Linked DNA regions of Mus musculus: region 1 is linked to region 2. Evidence: chromatin contacts called from public HiChIP or PLAC-seq data. All regions are on one chromosome and are shown on one strand. The core of a region is the stretch at or near the end of the contact, and the rest is flanking DNA. Distances in the headings are between cores, read along the strand shown.

The links. HiChIP or PLAC-seq counts read pairs in DNA pulled down with a chosen protein or histone mark.
Region 1: an H3K27ac HiChIP or PLAC-seq map of T-cell acute lymphoblastic leukemia shows a contact between it and region 2, with 8 times the contacts expected there. The contact joins two enhancer-like sites. A contact is called at or near these places in 1 of 484 Hi-C or Micro-C datasets (nephron progenitors) and 2 of 115 datasets of contacts at active chromatin or transcription factors (T-cell acute lymphoblastic leukemia and embryonic basal ganglia).

The regions. Positions count from the first base shown.
Region 1 is chr17:30,522,254-30,525,942 of GRCm38.p6, forward strand. Btbd9 (BTB (POZ) domain containing 9) reads right to left here. Exons shown (of 11, transcript NM_027060.1): 4 at 2,460-2,724. Among named protein-coding and RNA genes, the nearest start is that of Btbd9, 52 kb to the right of the region's middle. Within about 2 kb of position 2,293, at least 45 of the 459 cell types and tissues checked have an H3K27ac peak or open chromatin away from gene starts, as enhancers often do. A contact at or near this core is called in T-cell acute lymphoblastic leukemia, where this site is marked.
Region 2 is chr17:29,767,694-29,771,511 of GRCm38.p6, forward strand. No RefSeq gene overlaps it. Among named protein-coding and RNA genes, the nearest start is that of Ccdc167, 53 kb to the left of the region's middle. Within about 2 kb of position 2,163, at least 83 of the 459 cell types and tissues checked have an H3K27ac peak or open chromatin away from gene starts, as enhancers often do. A contact at or near this core is called in T-cell acute lymphoblastic leukemia, where this site is marked.

The DNA.
Region 1 (3,689 bases), core at 1,043-3,542, 750 kb after region 2:
AGGGACTTAGATAGGAGGATGCCAAATGAGGACACTCATCCTGTCCCCTCACCTTTCCCTCCTACTCTAGCCAAGGCGCTCTAATTGCTTCCTGGACCTGCAGGGTGTTCTCGAGAGCTACATCATTTCTCTACGGCCTTTTTACCTCACTTCCCAAACCGAGTCGCTCATGCACTGCGAGTATTACCCTTCCAAACACAATGACTTGACTCCCTAGACTATTCACAGGCTCACCACAGTTTACACAAAGTCTCTCGCTCTCCTCCCACTAGCCTGGTTGGCATCATGAAACACCACTACCTCTCCATCCAACACCTCCCTCCTGGTTAGCGTCCGTGGCTCTCTCGGTTCTTTTGTCTCTGCTTCTCCAGTTCTTCCCCGGGTCTCCAAGGCTTGGACCCTGACATCATATTCCCTTCTATGTGCTCTGAGCCTCCCTGTGCCCAGCTTTGACTGAATACCAGCAATGTGCTTCCACATCCCAGGAGCTTTACCACAGAATCCATCCAGCACTCACTCACTGCTCTATGCTGCTCAGTGAGTCCACCCACAGGGCTAGAAGAGCAATGCATATGACCCACAAACACACTGTCTTCAAACCCCAAGAGTTTGAAGCAACTGTTTACAAGAATGTGGTGACTGATGAGTCACGCAATCACATAGAGATGGGTGAAACCACATCAATACTGACAGCAATGGTCTGTTACTGAGCTTATATGTATATAAACTATTTCAGTTAATCCTCATAACAACACTGAGATAGAAAACTAGAACTCATTCATTTATTGCCAGATCACATAGCTACTGACTGATTCAGGCCTTAAAATCCAACTTGCCTGGCCCAGGGACTGGGGAGATGATAGCTCAGTCTACAAAGTGGCTACCATACAAGCATTGAGGACCCAAACCTGCTCCCAGTTTACACACAACTTTAAGGGCACACAACTGTACATCCCAGCACTGGTCAGGCGAATCCTGGGGTTTGCTGTCCAGTCGCCACTCAGCCTTTTCAGCATGTCCCAGCTCCCAGTAAAAGACCCTGTCTCAAGATCAAGTTGGATGACTCCTAAGGAATAATACCGAGGTTCACCTCTGGCCTCCAACATGTTGTGCATACATATGCATGTGCACCCACAAAGCTACTATCATTTGAAAAGAAATCTAGATCTGATAACTCAGGAAATAAGACCAGGCTGAGGACATCTATTTAGGGCCCACCAGCATTTCAGGAATGTCCCGAAACAGTCAGCAGAGGAGTCACTCCAGGAAACAGTCAACCTCACCAGAACTGACAAACATCAGAAACCTTCCAACAGAACAGCACAGAAGCAAGCTCAGCTTCTCTCAGGAGCACTCTGCTCATTAACTCTGAGAATGTAGATGGTGCTGGGGCTCACCCGGTACTGTTCACTATCCTAAGATAATAGGCTCTTGGAATCTCTGGCTTCTTAATATAGAAAACCGTGGTAACATCCACTAAACGTAATCCTCAGTTTTACATCCTGCTAGCACCAAGATCTTCCTTCCTGGAACCCAGTCAATACCTCTGTTATTCCCCACTGCTCAGCCATCACTCCACTGTATCTGTTGTGCAGATTAAATTCCCTCCTCACACGTCTTCCTGAACCCAGTTTAATTCTTCCAGATCACCCAGGAGAGCACCACCATGGGATGATTGAGCAGAAGGCAAGAAACCCCTGTCAGCTGGAGTGGCACTGTGATTGGGTGAATACCAGTTTGGAAGATGGGTGAGGTTAAGAGAGACAGCTGAGTATCCGAGGGACCCTGAGTACACCCAGAAGGCTTATGCTGCCCCATAATAGAATGTCTGCATGCCAGTTTAAACCAGATCATAGAAATCTTTGAATGGTGATTCAAATCTCCTTCCAACACAATGACACAAAAAGCATTTTATAGGGCTGGAGAGATGGCTCAGTGGTTAAGAGCACTGGCTGCTCTTTCAGAGGTCCATCTGTAATGGGATCCGATGCCCTCCTCCTGGTGTATGAAGACTAAGCACTCATGTACATAAAATAAACAAATCTTTTAAAAAGAAAGCATTTTGTAATTGTCAATTACTATTATTTCATTTGCAAGAAAAATCAAAATACTGTTATTAACATCACCCATTACTTAGAACCTCTATGTGTGCTACCTAAAGAATTAGATACAGGGCTTGGTCAAGGAAGGAGGAAATGACAAGCAACCTTTCAGGAAAGTGTCTACAACATTCTGAGGAGCATATAAAAGAATGTGTCCAGAATGACAGGAAATAGCTGTGCTGGGTTGGTGGCAGCTCATCCTGTTGGGACAGATGGCAGAGACAGACACCCACAGGAAGCAGAGCTCTGTGCTCTCGGCCCAACATATGCTTTGCAGACCTGCACCACAGCTCTGCAGCTAGAACTAGCATATGATGCCAACAAAAGTCCTAGGTGAGGAGGGGAGCAGGTACTTACTGAGCATGCCTCTGTAGTTGAGGTCCATATCCCGGCTCTCCGACCGCACTTTGATGGCATCAAGAATAGCATCCGGAGACAAGAGTCCTGATGGCCTCACGACGTTCAGAAGCTCAGTGAGGCTCATTAGAGGTAAGCGCACAGCCTGCATGATTTCAGCATGATTCTCTTTTGCATTGTGCTTACACCAGTTTAACAAGGCTAAGAAAATATCTTTCTCAGGAGCAGCAAACGAATCTCTTAAGACGATATTCAGGAGTGCTGTCTGCAAAGGGTAAAAAAGGACCATAAAAAGTCAGCGTGGAGCACGCCCACATGCACAGCCAGTCAGCCTGACCGGACCACAGAAAGCAAGCCTTTCCTTGGGTTTCAGTCTTCCTAGCTCTTCCCTTCTCCACTGTGTAATACAGCATTGGGAAAGCTGAAACAGGGGAATTACTGTGGATCTGAGGTCAGCCTGGGCTACATACAGAGTGAGTTCTAGGAAACACAGGCTATTCAATTTTAAAAAGAAAAAGAACAGCACCCTTCAATCAGACTCAGGCATTCTGTGCCACTATATAAAGCAATGAGGTCTTTCCCACACATCTATACCTGTCTTTTTTTTTGCTTTAAACAGATTTATCTTGTTAGTTTTTAAAATTACAATGCAGAGCAAGTGACGTTTGCAAACATTTTGTTCTTACTTGTAACACTCCTTTGCTCCACTTCACATGCCACTACCATACATACACACACACACACACACACACACACACACACACACACACACTCACTCATACATACCTACCTTTTTTCGAGGTCTCCTTTCTTAAGATCTCCTCTTCCCTTTATATAGCTCTCTTCCTAGCTCATGGCCTACCCCTACTGTGTTGGTTAACTTGTGTCAACACAAGCTATACAGTCTTCTGGAAGAGGAACTCCCAACTGAGGAAATACCTCCATTAGATTGGCCTGTACACACTCTGTGGGGGCATTTTCTTGATTAATGGCTGGTGTGAGAGGAGGTCCAGCACACTGAGGGCAGCACACTCCTGTGCAGATGGGTCCTAGGTTTAACAAAAAAAGCCAAGCTGAGCAAGCCTTAGGGCCAGCACTCCTCCAGGGCCTCGGCTTAGGCTTCATTCCTGCCTGCACATTCCTTCCCAGACTCCCCCAGTGATGATGGAGGGTAACCTGAGAGCTGTCAGCTGATAGAAACCCTTTCCTCCCCAAGTTGCTTTTTGTCGT
Region 2 (3,818 bases), core at 913-3,412:
CAAATCCAGCTGGGATGAGCCTTTATAAGCAGGTATAGCTGAACTCCTCAAGATGGTGAGTGATTGGCTCAGAGGACAGTCACACACAAGCAGGCCCTAGAGTTGAGGCATAAGCAGTTGGGGTACCACACAGCTCAGACCCCAGCCGACTCCTCCAACAGAAAGATCTCCAAGGAAACCCCTGCTTGTGCCTCAAGCAGACCCCCAGCCTCAAATCTCTGCTGCTTGCTTGGAAAGGGCCACACCTCCTCTCTACTTTTCAGTTCATCCTAGGGCTGACGAGATGGCTCAGTGGGTACAGGAGCTTGCAGGCAAGCATCACAATTTGAGTTCAGCCTGCAGAACCCGTGAAAACTGGCTCCCTCGAGTTGTCCTCTGGCCCCCACATGCTGTCTGTCTGCGTTACCGAGTCTTTCTGCTGCACTATATGATTTATTATTATTTTTAAAGATTTATTTATTTATTATGTGTAAGTATACTGTAGCTGTCTTCAGACAACCCAGAAGAGGGCGTCAGATCTCATTACGGATGGTTGTGAGCCATCATGTGGTTGCTGGGATTTGAACTCACAACCTTCAGAAGAGCAGTTGGTGCTCTTAACCGCTGAGCCATCTCTCCAGCCTTCGTCGTGTTTGCGTGCACACGTGCATGGGGCCCAGGTATTCGGTGAGTTACCCCATTGCTCCCCACTTGGTTTTGGGAGAGAAGCTCTCTGGCTCTCTGGGAAGTTCACCAGTTTGGCCAGCCTGGTCCTCATGCCTCTGGCCCTGCCCAACGCTGGGATTGGAGATGTTCATGCTCGCTGGGGATTCGGGCTCGGGCCTTCCTGCCTGTGCGGCAGACACTTTACCCACTGAGATGTCTCCCCTGCCTCTGCACTCTGCGTCTTGGCTCTCTTTGTCCCTGCCTGCTCTGTTTGCACCCCCACATCTTCTGGGTCTCACCCCCTTGCCCTTCTAGCTGAGACAGCCCCTCTGTTTGTCACCAGCTCGTGCTTAGAGAGCTCACAAGGCAAGTGAAGAGAAAGGGAGGGGATTCTAACACCCCAGCCAGAAACCTGAAGCAAGTGTCGGTGGTGCAGTATCACTGCATAAACACACAGCTGTCCCCTTTACCTCCTCCTGGCAGAAGGGGAGGACCACAGGGGAGGACCACCAGGGAAGGGAGACTGGAAGAATGAACCCAGAGCAGAGATGAATGGTGGGGCCCCGAGAACCAGGCAGAAGAGCTGAAGGCAGCAGTCAGGACAAAATGTGGGTGCAGGTGTCCATGACAGCAGGCACCTCGCTAGGGACTTTCGACATTGATGGCTGGGCAAAGGGAGTTGACATAAGTCTATGACCATGGGATGTGTGTGTGTGAGTGCGCGAGTCTGTGTGTGTGCATGTGTATGTGTGTATGAGAGAAAAGAGAGAGCCTGTGTGTGCATGCATGCATGCATGTAAGTACACATACATAAGCCAATTATATGTAGGCATGACAGTCATTGATACAATTTGCTGAGAACTCGCTGGGGCTCCCAGCCTCTAGGTAGCACTTCCTGACTACCCCTGTGGTTGGAAGGGCCATGTGACCAGTTCTGGCCAATCAGCATTCTTAGCCAGTAGAATTTACTTTTGTGTCTCAGAGGCATGCAAGATCATGTCTCCTCCCCCCCCACTTCCCGCCCCGGCCCCGCAGGTGTGAGCTGTAGCATTTCCGACAGCCTGCCTGGGTCCTGGGGCTGTTTATGATGAGCCAAGCCCAGGAGGGCCTGAAGCGTGAGCCAGAACTGAACTTGGCGGTTTGATCTGACTCCTTACTGCAGTGTAACTTGGCCTACCCTGTCTGATACAAGATCTCATATGTTTACTTAATCATGTACGTGTACCCAACGTGTATGAGGAAGAGTACAAATCTCTGTGTCCTTTAGATTTTATTTAAAATTTCATGTTTGTGTGTGCGTCTGTGCTGTTGGGAGTCACCTTTCCCTCCACCGGGTAGGTCCTGGAGATTGAACTCAAGTCATGCCGGTTCAGGACTTGGCGGCATGTATCTTTAAATCTTTATCTGATAAACCACCTTTCCCTCTGCTGTGTTTCTGACACACACACCCAGCCTTGAGCAAACCGAAGACATCCCCTCCTCCCACCCCCTCACACCTCTCTTCACAGTGAAACATGGGGGTGCGTGTGGCTCTAACTCCAGCAGCCTTGCCTCTGCAGCTGCTCTCACTTCCCCGAGGGAGCCTAAGGTGGCTTTTTCACCGACTTCCGGTTCCATTTCTGATCCCCATATTGCTGGCAGAATGATTCACTCTGGGGTGGGGATGGCGACCTGAACTGGGGCCACTTAGAACTTTGCTGTTGGGACCATCAGGGAAGCACAGGTCTTCCCTTTGGGATGAGAGGGGGCAGGTCTTACCAGGGAGGGGTGCGCAGTCAGGTAGATGGATGCTGAGAGGAAGAGACCACAGGGTGTTGGCCTTGGCGATGCCCGATCTTACTAATGATGCTGCCTGTGGTCACTGTAAGATCCTACCTGGGCTAGGATCTTACTGTTTGATTGATTGATATTGATTGCTTGATTGGGACAGGGTATCACGTGTCTCAAGCAGGCCTGGAACTCACTAGGTGGCTGAAGATGACCTTGAACTTCTGATTCACTTGCCTCGAGTTCCTAAATGCTGGGACTACAGATGTAATCCCACGCCGGTAGTTTGTGCAGTATGGCAGATTGAACCCAAGCCTTGTGAATGCTGGTCCCCTACCAACTGGGTTCAGAGCCGGTCTGGGGTGGATGTGCTGGGGAGAGCTGGCATCTGCCAGGACCATGTCCTGAACCAGCACAAGTTGCATCTTTGTGGCTGGCCCTGACCATTGAAGTAAGTCCCTCTTCCCTGCCTGACACAGACTAAGAGGAAAAGATTCCTCCCCTCCATTTTTCTTGGATCTGAAAAACCAGAAGTCCCTCTCAAGGGGCCAGAGAGATAACTTTGTGGGTAAAGGCACCTGTCGCCAAGCCTGACAGCCTAAGTCAAGTCCCAGGAACCACATAATGGAAGGGCAGAACCAACTCCTACAAAGTTGTCTTTGTTCCTCCAAGCCCATGTCTTAGCAGGCAGGCAGGCAGGCAGGCAGGCACAGACAGAGAGGCAGACACACACACACACACACACACACACACACACACACACACAAATGTAATAAACACATTGTTAGATCCCCTTCAGAGTCTATCCACATCTTTTCTAGTTTTAAGGGACGCTACTACTCCAACGGATTGCATGCCGGGGAGGGGGCACCCCTCTTTAAACTTTAGCTGGACAGTTAGCATCCCTCGCCGGTTTCTCTCCTCCCAGCCCACACCCTCATTAAACTGTCCTTGAATGACTCAGATGGAACGACCCCTGCTTCCTGCCAAACTGGATCATTAATAAGATGTCTAGTAGGCATGACGTACTGTTGCCAACTTCACAGGCACCTTCAGCGCTTCTCATAGATGCTCTCAGCTGCTCCACATCTGCCTCTGCTGCCTCCTGTGTCCTGTCTGTGACCTCACACTCCCCACTCCCACTGCGGTACTTCTCCCAGGGACATAGCCACCCTATCAGGTTCTTCCCACTGCCTCTTCTGATCCAGGCCCAGTTCTTTCTCCTGGCCAGTCAGCTCTGGTCCCCACAGGGTCTTTAGCCACAGTGGAGGCTGGGAGTCCAGCCTTGGCCCATAGACTCTGGTCAGAATTTCCAACTGCTCCTGGAAGCGAGGTTGGGTATTCTTGTTTTTTTGTTTTGTTTTGTTTGTTTGTTTGTTTGTAATTTTTTTTTGAGACAGGGTTAC